Regions from separate parts of the Mus musculus genome. Here all the other regions are linked to region 1. Evidence: chromatin contacts called from public HiChIP or PLAC-seq and promoter capture Hi-C data. All regions are on one chromosome and are shown on one strand. The core of a region is the stretch at or near the end of the contact, and the rest is flanking DNA. Distances in the headings are between cores, read along the strand shown. Region 1 holds the start of Plag1 (pleiomorphic adenoma gene 1). Region 2 holds the start of Tmem68 (transmembrane protein 68). Region 3 overlaps Tgs1 (trimethylguanosine synthase 1). Region 4 has its middle 29 kb from the start of 2210414B05Rik.

What was found. Promoter capture Hi-C pulls out the DNA fragments that hold promoters and counts their contacts. HiChIP or PLAC-seq counts read pairs in DNA pulled down with a chosen protein or histone mark.
Region 2: a promoter capture Hi-C map of pre-B cells shows a contact between it and region 1. The contact joins the promoter of Tmem68 here to the promoter of Plag1 in region 1. A contact is called at or near these places in 17 of 39 promoter capture datasets (the 3T3-L1 cell line, 3T3-L1-derived adipocytes, the C10 cell line and 12 more), 1 of 15 datasets of contacts at CTCF or cohesin (embryonic stem cells), 10 of 484 Hi-C or Micro-C datasets (CD4 T cells, CD8 T cells, bone marrow-derived macrophages and 6 more), 15 of 115 datasets of contacts at active chromatin or transcription factors (the 230-238 cell line, the SCID.adh cell line, bone marrow-derived macrophages and 8 more) and 2 of 9 other capture datasets (adipose tissue and liver).
Region 3: a contact with region 1 is called in an H3K4me3 HiChIP or PLAC-seq map of bone marrow-derived macrophages, with 4 times the contacts expected there. The contact joins the enhancer-like site here to the promoter of Plag1 in region 1. A contact is called at or near these places in 15 of 39 promoter capture datasets (the 3T3-L1 cell line, 3T3-L1-derived adipocytes, the C10 cell line and 10 more), 4 of 15 datasets of contacts at CTCF or cohesin (embryonic stem cells, large pre-B cells, pro-B cells and 1 more), 101 of 484 Hi-C or Micro-C datasets (the 3T3-L1 cell line, the 63-12 cell line, B cells and 56 more), 15 of 115 datasets of contacts at active chromatin or transcription factors (the 230-238 cell line, the NIH/3T3 cell line, astrocytes and 6 more) and 4 of 9 other capture datasets (adipose tissue, embryonic stem cells, liver and 1 more).
Region 4: a contact with region 1 is called in a promoter capture Hi-C map of pre-B cells. The contact joins the enhancer-like site here to the promoter of Plag1 in region 1. A contact is called at or near these places in 11 of 39 promoter capture datasets (the 3T3-L1 cell line, the C10 cell line, the HPC-7 cell line and 9 more), 1 of 15 datasets of contacts at CTCF or cohesin (large pre-B cells), 24 of 484 Hi-C or Micro-C datasets (B cells, the BV-2 cell line, the CH12 cell line and 15 more), 9 of 115 datasets of contacts at active chromatin or transcription factors (the 230-238 cell line, the NIH/3T3 cell line, bone marrow-derived macrophages and 4 more) and 3 of 9 other capture datasets (adipose tissue, embryonic stem cells and liver).

What each region holds. Positions count from the first base shown.
Region 1 is chr4:3,936,276-3,940,059 of GRCm38.p6, forward strand. It overlaps Plag1 (pleiomorphic adenoma gene 1), which reads right to left and starts at 2,130. Exons shown (of 6, transcript NM_019969.3): 1 at 1,939-2,130. Chchd7 (coiled-coil-helix-coiled-coil-helix domain containing 7) reads left to right here and starts at 2,613. Exons shown (of 5, transcript NM_181391.4): 1 at 2,613-2,856; 2 at 3,104-3,251.
Region 2 is chr4:3,572,812-3,576,595 of GRCm38.p6, forward strand. It overlaps Tmem68 (transmembrane protein 68), which reads right to left and starts at 2,042. Exons shown (of 8, transcript NM_028097.4): 1 at 1,893-2,042. It overlaps Tgs1 (trimethylguanosine synthase 1), which reads left to right and starts at 2,068. Exons shown (of 13, transcript NM_054089.4): 1 at 2,068-2,318. The coding sequence starts at 2,215.
Region 3 is chr4:3,605,683-3,609,466 of GRCm38.p6, forward strand. Tgs1 (trimethylguanosine synthase 1) reads left to right here. Exons shown (of 13, transcript NM_054089.4): 12 at 141-219. Among named protein-coding and RNA genes, the nearest start is that of Tgs1, 33 kb to the left of the region's middle. Within about 2 kb of position 1,954, at least 8 of the 459 cell types and tissues checked have an H3K27ac peak or open chromatin away from gene starts, as enhancers often do. A contact at or near this core is called in B cells, bone marrow-derived macrophages and stem cell-derived neural stem cells, where this site is marked.
Region 4 is chr4:3,625,246-3,629,029 of GRCm38.p6, forward strand. No RefSeq gene overlaps it. Among named protein-coding and RNA genes, the nearest start is that of 2210414B05Rik, 29 kb to the right of the region's middle. Within about 2 kb of position 1,921, at least 101 of the 459 cell types and tissues checked have an H3K27ac peak or open chromatin away from gene starts, as enhancers often do. A contact at or near this core is called in B cells, the BV-2 cell line, the CH12 cell line and 10 more, where this site is marked.

The DNA.
Region 1 (3,784 bases), core at 880-3,379:
TAAGTGTTCAATAATGCTATACCATTACACCACACACCTTCAACTTTTTCCATTTTTCCACAATTCTTTCCAAAATCAGCTTCCAGAGCAAAGCAATGTAACATGAAAAGTTTCTGGGAGGGCTTGTTACATAAAAGAACAGCGTGGATGAAAACTAAGCCACACACACATCCATCTTCTGCTGGGCTTGTTTATCCCTCCTCTCCCTCCATCACTCCTAAACGGGGGGTGCACTTGAGTAATGGAAAGAGAAGGCTCTTCCATCACCACACACTTCCAGCACCTCTGACTTTGGTCCTCTGTAAGTCTGCATAGGTGATGAAAACCCTAAGAAAAGAGAAGCTGTCCCTTTAAAATGCCCTGCTCTGTCCCAGATCCCACGTGGAACCAACATCAGCAGCACTTTCCCACTAACATCAATGTGATGCAAGAGGCACCATCCTTTTATATACATAAAACCAGAAAACTTCAGTCCAACATTCCTTAGTGAGGGCGAACAGGTGAAGCAAACGAGCCAGGAAGGGAGAAACCAAACAACTCCCCACCCCTCCCCAGAAGGTTCGCCAGTCTTGCCCTCCAGTCTCTCTGGGCAACAGCACCTTTCCACCCCTCCTCTGGAGAGCCCAGCTTAAAGAAAGGAGGGAGCCACTAACAAAACCCGAGGCATAAATGCGACGAAAATGCAATCTAAAGCCGGAAAGGTTTATTCTTCCAATCACACATATTAACTCTATTAAGAAAATGGCATCACTTTTTTTCCTACCCCAAAAAGCAACCTCCTCACAGATCATTAAAAGGGAGTTATAAAATAGCAAATATAGTGTTTATCTTATCTCAGATCAGTCCACATTACCAATAAGTTTAGTAGTTTCTGCACTACCACCTCCCCCTCCCTCCCCCTGCTTCTCTTGCATTGGATTTTCACGTTTTCTCATTGTCGGTGGAGTTATAAAAGGCTTTTGCCCTTCGAAAGTTTTAAAAAATAAATAAATATTAACTCCTTGGTCCCTGCAAAGTCCAAATGGACTTCAGGGGAAAGGCGGTTCACACTTTTACCTTTGGCGAGAAAGGGGGGCGCATCCCGGATTTTTAGGGATTTTTTGCGATTTTTTAACAATTTTTATTTGGTTATATGCCTGAGTTCTCCCTCCATTTTGGTTGTTTATGATACTGACAACAAGCTGTCCCTGCTCCGTCCCGATCTCCTGCTTTCATTTAGCACCCCCTCCCCCTACGCCCCCGTCGCCACCCGGCTGGGTCCGGCGCCCCGCGGACCCCGCACCCCGACTCGGCTCTCCCACCTGGGCAGGAGGGCAAAAACAAATGCATTTCTCCAGAAAAGAAAAACCTCTTCGGAAAAGGGGGCAAAGTTACCCCAAGTCACTCCCAGTACCCCCCAAATATTGCCGACCGCGGGTCTCCGCCAGGCCCTCTGGGAAGCGACCTTCCCCCGGGATGTTTTGGTGGAAAACGCGGAGAGTTTCCTCTCAAAACCGAATTTATATTAATTTTTCCCTTATTTTTCGGGTCTCTAATGTCTTCCGCTCTCTCTGCTGCCGCTGCCGCTGTCACAATATTCACAGCACCAGAGAGGAGGAGGAGGAGGAGGAGGAAAACTTTTCAAACTTTCCAGACCCTGAATAAAAGGGTTTTTTTTTTCCCACCGACCTCACCTTCGGGTCCCCAGTCGCGTCGCCCCCTGCCCTGTCAGCAGCGACCTCGGGAGTCCTTGCAGCCCCGCCGCACGATTTTATTTGATTTTTTATTATTATTTTTCTCTCTGGGGTCCTGAGCAGGGGCTGGGAGTAGCACAAACTTTTCCTCCTCCTGCCGCCGCCGCGGCTCCTCTGCCCCCTCGGCTAGTCCCATAATTTAAATAACCCTGATATTCCTCCCGCTAAACGCCTCCCCGCCGCCCCGGACCCCCGGAGAACTCACCGCGGAGCTTTAACATCCTCCCTCCGGCCCGTCCGCCGCCTTTACACCGCCCGCGGAATTTCTAATAATTTTTTTCTCATATTTCGGGCTGGACGCGGCGGGCCTGGAAATTGTTTCCTTACGCCTCTTTCCAGCAGCCATTGTAGTGTATGCGCTGCCCCTGCAGCTCAACTTGCAGCTGCCGCCGCCGCCGCCGCCGCCGCCGCAGCCGCCGACGTCGCGCCCACCGCCGCCTCCTACCCCCCCCCACCCCCCCCCCCGCCCGCTCGGCCGCCGCCCCCGCCCCCGCCCCGCGCCCGCCCGCCGGCCCGCCCTGGCCCCCGCCCGCCGAGGTGCCCGCCCTCCTCACGCTCCGCCCAGGGCCTGGCCAGTCCGAGCGGCCGCCGCCGGGTCCAGATGAGCTCATTGGTTGACGTGGCTGCCCATCAGGCCGAAGTGGTAAGAGCGATGCTGAAGGGCGGGGGGCGCGGTGGGGCGGGGAGAAGGCGGGGTCTCACGCCGTCCCACCCGCTCCTCCTGCTTGAGCCCTCCTCCCGCTGCCCGGGGGCGGAGCGAACTGAGCCCGCCCCAACCTCACAGAGTTCCGCGCGCCTGTCAATCTGGCAGCGGCGTGCGTGGATTGGACAAGCTGGAACGGGGGGCGCGGGGGCAGCACGTTGGGGTGCGCGCTACTTAAGGTCCTGCTGCGTGAGCCACTGACGTGTTTGGAACTGCAGCCGGCCCGGGTGCTGGCTGAGTGGTGGCCTGTGGTGAGTGGTCTCCGGCCCCTCCCTCCCTGGACAGCAGGCCCGGGACAGCACTGCGCCGAGGGCAGACCCTAGTTCGTGGCGCCAAACCCTCCGCGGCGCGGCATGCTCCTGCCGCTACTCACGCCACGCGATTCGTCCGGCCGGGGCAGCGGAAGGTGACCCCATGCAGGTCTGGGCACCCCGGATTGTGTCACTCCCCTCCTTGCCCTCCCCAGGTCCCCGCTCTACGCCGCCCCCTTCCTTCCCAGCCCCTTTTGTGGTGTTTACCTGTGCCCGCCCTCCACCGTCCGATTCTGCGGCGCGGCACCTCGGAAGGCGGTGCGGTCCGGGAGTTACATTCTTGGAGATTCGTCTCCGACCTCTCAGATCCCTGTGATGTGTACTTTGACATTTTGTCCCTGGTACTCTGTACCCAGGTTTATGGTGTGCTGTATTTCTGTTTCCGGATTTAACACTCACAGACCAGACTCTGAGAAGCCTGGGGGGCCTGGACTTGTTCAGTAACGTGCCCTTCCCCCACTGCGGATCAAAGCTGCGAAGAGTGGGAAATCAGGAACTTTTTTGGTAAGCAGTTTGCCCTTTAGAGTAGATTTTAGCACTATTTCTCAGATGTGCTGTAGGTTTGCAGTCTTCCCTCAGGCTGGTTTTCTTTCTGAATGTCATCTTGGAAGTAGTACAGTGTTGTAACAGTTGTTCACTCCTGCACCTTCAAAAAGTAAACAGATAAGGCCTCTTTAGCAGGGCACTCCATCTTGTCCTTCAGCCACACTCCTCCATGTAAATTGACATTTCCTCTTCCTTTTCTGTTAACACAGGAATTCATACGAAGGAGGTGACATTAGGAAAACCATGTTTATAGTGCATTTAGTATCCAGAATAAAAAGCAGTAAAACGGGAATAGCCTGAAGCAGCAAATTTGATGCCTGTTTTGTGTGGATACTTTTTAAAAGAATTTCTGGCTGATGATAATGAAACAACAGAATCTCATGATCAGGACGCAGTGTGAATTGTGTTCGTATCAGATTGTCGAGATTATTATATGCATGAACGATCAAGCGGAGCTCTGTGGGAGACATGAAGAGAAGACTGTAGATTTT
Region 2 (3,784 bases), core at 792-3,291, 360 kb before region 1:
TCTTTAACAAAGAAAAAGAATGATCTCTACAACAAAAGTTATAAAAAACAAGGCCAAAATATTAAGAAGATATAAAAAATGAAAACATTCCATGTTCTTGTTTTGGAGAAATTAATGTTGTTAAGATGTGCATACTAGTCAAAACGGTATTTGGATTCAGCAAAATTCTAATAAAAAAATCAGACATTTCACAGAAATAGAAAAATACATTCATAGAACTAGAACAATCCCCAAACTCACATGGAGACACAAAAGACGAAATGTCCAAAGCAACCCCGAGCCCTAGAATAATGCTGAAGGCATTACCATACCCACCTTCAATGTAACCAGAACATGGAACTGTCATGAAGACATGTAGACCAAGGAAACCAAACAGAATATAAAAATAAACCCACGCTCTTGCCACCAATTTCTTTTAAACAAAGGCAGCAATGTTATTTTGCCCTTTAAAGTATTAAAAGAAAATATAGGGGAAACTATGCCCTCCAAAGAACAGACATCCAAAGCAAAAAAAACAAAAAAAAAACAAAAACAAAAAACAAAAAACAAAAAACAAAAAAAAAAACTATTAGTTGAACAGTAGATTTATTTCTAGAGTCAAAAGATTTATTTCTAAGTAGTCAAAAAACCCAAATAATCCCATTAAAAGGGGGGCTTGAATAGTCACTGGCTATCAAACATATGAAGAATAGATAGCAACACTGTTGTTGCTACTCTTGACTGTCAGCTTATGGGTTTAGAACCACCTAAGAGACAAACCTCTGAGAATGTCTGTGAGGTTGTTTGGTTGGTTTTGCTGTTGTTAATGGAGGTGGGAAGTCTCACACTAACTCTGGGTGGTGCCATATCAGTCTCTCATACAAGGAAGTTAATCTCAAAGATTAACAGCGAGTCAGGACAAGTGCAGGGAAGTATATAGACATGGTGATTTAGTGGGTGTGGAGCATAGCCAAAAGGAAGACTTAACTTTTAAAGCACAGTAGGAAAACTGGATTACAAAGTGAGTATCCAAAAACAGCTAAGAGAGAACAGTTTGAATGCCCCAACACAAAGAAACAGTGTCTGAGGTGAGAAATATATCGTTTCCCCGGATCTTCTCATGAATGTATCTTCTCATGATCTTCTACATGCACTGAAATGCTGCCCCGTGACCCAGAAATATGTAAAATTATTACATGCCATTGGCTTTTTAAAGAATTTTAAAATGTTTTTTTTTAATCACCTGACCCTGTGGGGAGGATGCATGAGTGAGCATGTGAAGGCGGAGGACAACTTTCATGCACCCGTGAATGTTTTGTCCCTTTAACCAACTCGAATAACCAATAAGCCTTCTCCTCACACCCATGTGTCACTTATCAATAAAAAGAAAACAAACAACAAAAACCCCTTGAGTTCAAGCTTCTTTCTCCGGGTTCTGATGTACATTACCTTGCAAAGATTTTGTTTTTCAATATAAAAATGCTCTTCTACTTTTGGTTAAAGTCCCCTACTCTTTTAATGACTACTCTTCTACTGCATCATAGTCTAACTCTAGTCACTCTCTCCAATAATGCTGTAAGACATTTAGTTATTTTTGAGACAGCATCTGTGTGGACCTGACTTGCTCTGCAGACTAAGCTGGCCTTGATCTCAGAGAGATCTGTCTGCTTCTGCCTCCCAAGTCTGAGATTAAAGGTGTATACCACCATGCCTATCTATAATTCACATCTAGACTGGTATATTGAATTTAGGAGTTATGAAAGGAAGGAATACTGCAGTTGTAGATATACTGCACGGCGCAGGCGCAGAGGCCGGGAACTAGTCCGGCTTTCCGCTCCGGGCCCCGCGACCAGGACACCACGCCTGCTACCGGCTAGAACAGCATGGAGAAGTCCATGGGGAGCTCGACGCACCTGACAAGAAAGTCACAGGAAATCGGCGACCTCGGCAGCTGGTCGGCGGCAGAGCCGGGAGAAGCAGACACGCGGGTAGTGCCGGTTTCCTTTAACTGCCTGAGAGGAAGAAGGCCGAGCCACATTGGGTGTAGGACCGTCGGTCGCCCCGCCCCTTCCGGTAGCTGCTGTCGCTGCTTCCGGTAGCGCGGCTGGCTGGCTCCCGGCTCGAGCGTCCCCAGGCGCGTTCCGCTCCTCTGCCCGCGCGAGTTACGCCTTTCTGTCTTCAGCAACAGCGCCCGGCCCAGTCGCGGACAACACCAGAGCGAGCCCGGATAACGAAATGTGTTGCGAGAAGTGGAACCATGTGGCCGAAATGCTGCTCTTCATTGAAGACCGCGAGGAGGAGTACAAGATCCTTTGCCTCTGCTCCCGGGCATTTGTGGAGTAAGTCGCGACGGTCCTCTCTCACTTTCTGTCCTTGCTCAGGAATGGGGGTGTCGCAGAGTTAGAGAGAGGCTTTCCAGAAAGCCACATGACCTGATGTCTAAGAAACTCGAAACCCCGCGGGCATGAAGGAATGTTCTACTGCAATTACTAAAGGGAAGATTAATATAATTTTGATTTTTTTTTAAATGTGGTACCTTATATGTGTCATTTCGGGTTTCCATAAATGAAGGGCCAATCTCAACATTGGTTGAGTCGGGCGAGATGGCCCAGGTATTGGCCATGCAGAAGGATAGCAAATTCAAGACCATCCTGAGCTATACCAGTAAGATGGAGTGTGAAGTGTAAACTAATACAAATAGATTGATGAGATGAAGGATCAAATTAGAGCTCTATTTGCAAACTGTAAAATCCTTTCCAACAAAAATTTATGTATCTGAAACGTCTAATTATTTGAGATAAAAGTGTTAACTGTTTATGGCAGTTTTAGAGACATCTCTGGGGGAAATGTTGGTTTCATGTTTAAAATTGCCAGAATAGAAAGTACCTTCTGGTGGGAAAAGCATTGACAAATTTTAAATTTGAAGGTACTCATTTTCATTATGTACTTGAGGGAAGATATCTGAAAGTTTCCTCAAAAAAGAAATATAACACCATGTTAAATTTAACATTTAAAAAATGTACTAGGCTCATTTGCACAGGTCCTGCTGGTTCAGAGTTGAACAGTCTTCTAGTGGGGGAGTGAGGATGATTATAAGACCGAAAAGAAGACTCAGAGACAAAGGTTAGAAATCCGGAGGGCTGCAGGCCTGAACCACACTGGCCCCAAATGTATTTCTCATAACCTTAATACACTTTACAGTATCATGGGAAACAAAGTCACAAACTAGCACAGACAATGGCTGACAGAGAATGGATATCTGTTCCCATCCGGAGGCCTCCCTGTTCCTTCCACAAAGATTAATCGAACGTTCAGCCTCTCTCCTTGAGCCTCAGTTGTAGCTTTTTGTTCCATGCCGTTGGCAGGCCAGGAAATCTGTCAGCCTGACCTGCCTTGACTCCGCCTAACAGACAGGCTTTTACAGAAGCAGACAAAAATGACTCCCAACGCTCAGGTGTACATTTAATTCAGTAAAGTTCTTTTTTATGCTCCTATTAGATGCTGGTAGGTAATGGAATATAAGATGGGACCAGGCTGCGCTGAATTCACTTTCTAAGCAAAAGAGATCAATATTGCACTAAGGTAGCGGTTTGCACAATTACTCAGTTAACTCAACTGGATAAGAGACATGTCTGTGGTGCTTTGATAGCAATCTGGCAGGATGGACAGTGAAAAATATGAAGCCTTGGGAGAGGAAAGGAACTCCTCCATTTAGAGTCTTCTTGAAGTGCCTTTTTGGCAGAAAGTCGAGAAAACCAGTATCCTTAACAGAATTTTATGTAAAAATGGCCTGAGTGAAAACATT
Region 3 (3,784 bases), core at 704-3,203, 330 kb before region 1:
GGATTCCAAATCATGTATCTGATGTTTTGGATTTTAAATATGTACCTTTTTGTTGCTTACAAAAGTGTACTTGGTTAGTGACAAGTAATGAGCATCTCTTCACTCAGAAATTTAACTTCTTACCCTTAACTGTTCTTCACCTTTGAAATTTTCAGGCTTTCCCAGAAGATCACTAATAATATTGTTTATTTTCTTCCAAGAAATGCTGATATTGACCAGGTAAGCCATTACTAAGGAAATTCTGTACACCTCTACTTAATGGGTAATTAATTGCCTTACCAGAGAACCTGCTGTGAGAAGTCCCTAACTGATGTCTTACATCCCTCCACCACCACAGCTCCTGAGAAGGAGATGATATCACTAGGGTTTTATGAAGATGGATTGACAGGATGACCAGTTATGTCATGTTACAGGTGCTGCATGGCAACCATCCAAGGCCTGCCTTTCTGTATTTTGGAAAATAGTAACTCAGTTAAAGAGACGAGATCTTAGGAAGGTGTAGAGGTTCATAATTCCAGTACTCGGCAGAATCAGGAGGGTTCCTGTGAGTAGTAAGGAGAAAAAAAGAAGGAAGCAAGTGTCCTTTAGCTTAAACCAGAACAGTTTCACTGTCCTCACGTCTCTTGTTCTTTTACTGGAACACCTGTTTACATCATGCTGGCCCTCTGTGATTTTAGTGTGTTAGACTTTACTTTCTCCTTCCTAATCTCCCAGTCTGTCCCTTCAACTCATGGCTATTCATTCCTTATAAAGTTAGGTGTGTGTATTTTACCTGTGTTTTCTCTGTCTTATCTAAGACTCTCATAGTTTTAGTTGAATAGATTTCTCCAACCACTGGCCCACTCAGGATAATGCTGACCTACTGACAAAAATTGTCTGGTATATTTTCCAGGGTGAGGCCCAAGCATAAATTGTTCTAGCTTTCCAAGTAGTTCTAGTGTGCTCCATAGTTGAGATTCTCTGGGTTATAAAAGGAGTACGTGAAAAGCTAGCACTTAGACTGAAGTAGAGGAAATGTAAACTCTGGCTTCCCTTCTGTCATCTATTTATAATCTACTTGTCCCAGCATTAAGCTTCCCAAGACAGTGTATATGAATGTCACTTGCATTCTTTGGAGCTGTGAGTTTCCAACATCAGCCTTCACATTGAACATATTCCTTGTGTAACTACTTTCTAGACTTAGGCACCCACGATACTCCAAAGCTGTCTCCTAAGAGGCTGTATGATCTGTGTAGTCCTAGTACATGCAGACAAACTCACTTGGGTATTTTGTAGCAATGGGAAAACACACACACACACACACCCTCCCCAAATAGGGTTTTCCATGCCCTGATTGTAGACCAGGCTGGCCTCAAACTCAGAGATCCACCTGCCTACCTGCCTGTAATTCCCAGAATTGATATTAAAGGTGTGTGCCAACATTGCCTGGCTAGAAGCCACATTTCAGTATGAAAATTTAGTGATTAAATTTCTTTTGACACAAAGAAAAATTAGCTTGCTTTTTACTTTTGTTTTTGTGCTTAAAACTTGTCAGAATTAGACTTGTAGAAACTGGGAAGATGGTTCAATTGGTAAACAAAGGAAGACACCTGCTATCAACCTCTGGCCTCCACACAGCATGTACCCCACTCCCTTGTGTCCCACTTGTATGTGAGTACTCATATAAACACAAGCACACAGTACTAAACTGCCTAGTCCTTCATGTTTTCTGCCTCTAGAGGGAGTAATGAGGCTAGAAAATGATAAAGGAAATGACTTGGTACGAAGTGTAGATGGAATGAACTGCAATGGGAAGTCACTTTTTTTTTTAAGAGAGAAAATATATCTGTGTGAGGTTTTTAAAATGAAAAAAGATTGAGTAATAAAAGCTTGAAAGAGTGTGAAGAGTTGGTTATGAATCTGCTGTCTGAATTCATAAATGTATCTTTAGCAGACATTAAATTCCATTTCAGAGAGGTTATGCTATGTCCTACTGACTGCCAAGCTGAGTATGCAGATAGAGCCTGGCTTAGGAATCGTTTGTGTAGGAGATGGTACCCATTGATTTTTTTTTTTTTTTTAAGCTGGGGAAATCTTTTTCTGGGTTTCCTATTTCCTTGACCTCTCGTTCCCCTTTTCCTTGTGGAGTCATTCTAGATCATGCGTCCTTTGCTATCATACACTCACTGTAAAACCAGAACTAATTTGTTCAAAACATCTTTTTGTGAGAGGCTCTGTGGAAATAGGTATTAATCAGAAATTGCGACCTACAGAAATAGGTATCTATCAAAACCACACAAAGCCAGGGCCTTGGGTCTGGCGCGGAGAGACCACCGTTTGAATTGTGTCTTGCTGCTGCTGCTGCTGCTTCCTGTTCCCTGCTGTTTGCCTTCATTTCTCTCCCTTAAGTCTCAAGCCCAGGCAGCACTGGTTTTGCAGTCACCACACATGGCAAACATGAAAACTTCATTTAAAGGTGTAAGCCTATGTAGTAGAGAGGGATGCCTCTCAATATATCAGTTATCTAAGGAGAGCTGCATGCAGCAGGTTCAGACACCGTTTATATTTGAAATCTGTGTGAGAGCATAAGATAATGAGAACAGGCCCCTCAGCCCTTGTGGTGTAGTAACCCTTTCTTCATTTGCTTTCAAAACCACACAAAACTGCAGCACTTAGACTCTTCAGTTCAGATTAAGCACTTAGATCATGTTCATGCTGATTCACATAACAGGGTAACACTGAGCAGCCTCCCTACAATTGTGTTAGAGTAAACGTGGTGGCTGGAGAGGAGGCCCAGCAACTAAGAGCACTGGCTGCTCTTTAGGAGCTAGGCTTTAATTCCCAGCACCCACATGCTCAAAACTGGGTATAACACCCTCTTCTGGCCTCTTCAGGTACTGCACATTCATACACAGGTACACAGACATTTGTGCAGAATACTAATCCATACACATAAAAATAAGATACACCTGTAGCCATCCACCAGACAACTCCTGACCCTTCTCTAGGATAACCCCACCCTCTCTAGCTCTTTGAGATGTATATCCTAATAATACCTATTTTATTTCAAACATCTGTATTCTCTTTGGCTTTTAAAGTTTTTTCTATAGGAGGCTGAAAGTATAGCTAAGTGGTAGATTGTATTAGTATGTATAAGTCCCTGGGCTCAATCCATAGTATCAAAACTGAATTCTATTCCATATGTAGTTCAGGGGATGGGTGGCTGCTAATTACTAAGCTATATCATCACCCCCTATAGTTGATGTTCGTTGGTATATAGGTAAGAAGATAGGTAAAGAATAAGGATGTTTTTGAAAATATTCCTAAGGGTTTTTTTTTTTTTAACTATGTCTGAATGTATGGAATGTAGATGGGGTGGCACACGGAGGCCAGAAGAGGGCACCAGATCCCTTAGAACTGGGGTTACAGATGTGAGCCACCCAACATAGGTGCTGGAATCAAACTCAAGATCAGCAAGTGCTTTTAACCTCTGAGCCACTTCTTCAGGCCTGAAAACATTAAAAACAAAAACAAACAAACAAACAAAAAACCTTGCTGTGTAGAATCTAGTACTATGTATCTGAACAACTAGAACTATTAACCAATAAAAGAGCCTCTTAAATGATACTGCTAAGTGGTAAATACCTAAATTCAGTTTATTAGCATTTTTGAAGTGGAAAATTAGTTTCTAAATGTTAGAATTAATGAAAGATTGTAACAAAATATTCTGATTTAAACTAATAGTAGAAATATATTTTAAAACTATTCATGTGGTGAACAGCGTAAAGTCATTCCAGCAGGTGGA
Region 4 (3,784 bases), core at 671-3,170, 310 kb before region 1:
CCCCCCACTCCCCTACCCACCCATTCCCATTTTTTGGCCCTGGCGTTCCCCTGTACTGGGGCATATAAAGTTTGCCTGTCCAATGGGCATCTCTTTCCAGTGATTTTCTTTACATTGTGTTTCTAATAAATACACTGAAATACTTAGTCACTTTTACAAAGAAATGCTAGTATGCAAAAAGAAATCTTTTCTTCTCCCAAAATTAATATATATTAAATGCATAGGCTTATCAAGCATTCATGGTTCACAATTCCAATGAAAACAACCTTCAAATGTCAGTTTGTAACTCACGATGAACAGTGTAAGAATTGTCACCTCCAGGACTGGCCTGTTGAAGTAGAAACAGTTTTCTTTGGTCATGGGCTATCCTGTTATCAGTTCATCCTGTGTCATTTGTTAAGCAAAGCAGTAAACAAATAGAATGGAGACCTGTGGACAGCTCGCCTCCAGCACTGGCCTGAAGCCCAGGCAGCTGAGCAATACCCTGCGCTTCTGGTGCGTGGTTTGAGTTGAGTTCCCCCCCGTCAATTTCTATTGCTCCTTTGGTCACTGACTTGATCTACATAATCCTGTCTACTTGGCCTTTGCCCTTGATCTTGTCTGAATCACTCACCTTGTGTCTAACTCCAGAAAGTCTACCCTAAAGAAATATTTAAAGTGAAATGGATGCATATATCTGAAGATATTCAACATATATAAGGCAATTTTGAAAGCCAAATGATTCTCTGAGGAAGACTGGCCAAGCATATAATATCCAGTCGGTATATCAGTGTATGGACATTTTGTTTTTGTTTTGTGACCATTGAGACCATGGAAGCACATCTGTTTACAATGTGAACAGCTCCTAAGAATCTGCCTTATACTATGGTACATATGGCACTATCAGCTCTTTTTAAGGGACTGGATACATCTTCATGGTTAAATGGAGTATGATTGATGTCTGCCCCATCTCTCTAGAGCCAGTACATCTGAATTGTCCTGTGGACATCTTGTTCAACCTTGAGCGCCTACCTAAGACAGCCAAAGGAGTTGAAGAGGTTCCTCCGAGTTCTAGTCCAGTACTGCAGCCCTTGTGGCAGACTGTTGGTCTCTGTACCTCACTGCACAAACATGGATACCAATACTAGAAAATATGTTCTTTCTTGGAGTGGCCCCATGCTCTCACCTTGGAGAAAAAGTAAACGAGTTTGGCACAGTCGTCGTTCATCTCTCCAGAACTGAACTTTTTCAAAAAGCTTTCAAGATTTCTTGTTGTTCTTTTGCTCTTATGGTTTCTTCAGGGCTCCTTGTTGTTATTTTGAGACAACATTTCACTATGTAGGTGTTCTGGACTGGACTCAAACTTATGTAAGGGTCCTATCACTGAAGGAAGACCAAGTAGGCAAAAACAAATAGTGTTTATCCTGCAGAAACAACCAGCATGCGGGGGTCAGCCATTCTCTGAAATGGTGACCCCAGACAAAGGCACACAGGCCTTCTTATAGGGAATGGGGGCAGGGGAGGACTCTCTAGAAGGATTAGGTAATTGAAAATGTCATTGGTAGATGCTAGGAGGTCACGGGTGATCGGTAGTCTGCATTCCTATGTCATGAATGTTCAACCATGTGATGAAATAGGGCTGCCCAGCACAGATGGCGCATTCTGAGATAGTTCCCCATTTTTGTGGTTATCCCCAGGCTGTTCTTTGAGGAGGCATTTTATGATCTTGTTCTGGGTGTTATGGTCTGATCCTGAAGCTGGTGCCTTACGGCCTTTTAGGAAATCAGGCCTGGTCCTTAAATGGAGACAGATGATTTAACCTGCGGAGTTTGAAATCATCGTTACACAGCAACAGAAAACCAATACCATACCAGTTACGTGGCTTGAATAAAATAGGCCCCCAAAGCCTCATAAGGAGAGGCACTATTAGGAGATGTGGCCTTGTTTGAGGAAGTGTGTCACTATAGGGGTGGACCTTGAGGTCTCAGAAGTTCAAGTCTGGCCAGTGTGTCACAGTCTCTTTCTGTTGCCTACAGATCAAGATACAGAACTCTCAGCTCCTTCTCCAGCACTGTGTCTGCCTACATGCCACCATGCTTCTCTCCCTGATAATAGACTAAAACCTCTGAGCTGTAAGCCAATCCCAAGTAAATGTTTTCCTTTATAGGGTTTCCATAGCCATGCTGTCTCTTCATAGGAATAGAAACCGTAACTAAGACAACTTGATTGACCAAAACAAATTCTAGGTGAGGAGGTAGGGGACACAGATATGTATGCGTAAGTAAGTGTGCACGAGGAGGTGGGGGGCACGGATGTGTAAGTGTAAGTGAGTGCGAACGAGGAGGCGGAGGACACGGATGTGTATGCATAAGTGTGCACCCCTGTTTGCAAAGGTGCAGGCCGACATCAAGCCACAGCTATCTTCTCCCATTCCATCCAGCTTCGTTTTTTGACACAGGTCTCTTAGCAAGCCTGGAGTTTGCTGACGATGACTTGCTAGCCAGTGAGTACCTGGGACCTCCTTTCCCTGCTTGCCAGCACTGTCATAGCCTGGCTTTTACGTGGGTGCTAAGGAGCAAATTGGGTCTTCATGCTTACTCATCAAATACTATACCCATTGAACCATCTCTGTCAGTCCCAAATTCTTGGTTTTTCACTTTTGCTGGTATTTTACCAGTATAATTAATTGGTAAACAACTGACAAACCATCTTTCTCCACTGGGTTCACACTGATCGTTTGGTCACTCTCAACTCTGCCATCTGTTTCTACCATGCCTCCTAACTATGGGGGCTGTTCCCTACCCATCTTCCAGCTCCTTAGCAGCACCACTGCATTAAAACTTTCCAGCTGTATGGGTTTGTACTACATTGACTCAGCAGGAGGGAGACCTGCCTTCAAACCCCAGCATAAACAAACAAACAAACAAACAAGAACAGTCTTTTCAGGGCTAGAGAGATGGCTCAGTGACTAGGTTCTCCTCTCTCTTCCAGAGGACCTGAGTTTGGTTCCTAGCACCTGTGTCAGGTAGCTTACAAACACCTCTTAACTCCAGCTCCAGAGAATTCAGTGCCTCTGGACTCCACAGGTATTCAGTTGCAAATATGTGGGAGGTTGATCTGATACTGCTTATATTCAAATGATAAATTCAGTACCCCAAGACCTGGTTGCTCCAGTGTAGAGCATATATACTAGCTTTTGTTATATATACTTTGCCCCTCTCACCCTGCTTCTAAGTCATCCCTGATTGGTTAATAAAGATACAGCTTGGGCTGGCTAGAAGAGAGGGGGTGGAGTAAAGGTTCCCAGGCTTGGGGCTGGGCCAGGGACAAGGAGAAGAGGGGAGGAAGAAGATACCATGGGGAGGTGGATCATGAGTGCATGCCCGTGACCACAGCCAGCAGCTGGAGCAGAGAGGCCCCTGGAGAACGTGGCAAGCCATATCTCAGGGTTATTGACAGGTAGACAAAATAATATAGGGGATTGCTATCTGCCCAGATCTAGTACTTTTAAGGCTCGTTATTATTATTGTGTCTTTTATTTGGGAACTATATGACCTAAATGAGGTAGAAACTCCCAAATAATATTTACCACAACACAAATACCCAAGCACAGACACACACACACATACTTACACATAATTAAAATAATAAAAATAATAGCTGCTCTATCTTTGACTGAGAAAATCCACAGCATCACTCTTGAGTCCTCTCTCAAAGTGCCTTGTTGGTTCGTCAAAAAGCCTTCTCTGGGCTACCTCTGTCTGGCCCTCTAGCCCCAAAGATTACTGCTTTCAGTTCTGCTTGG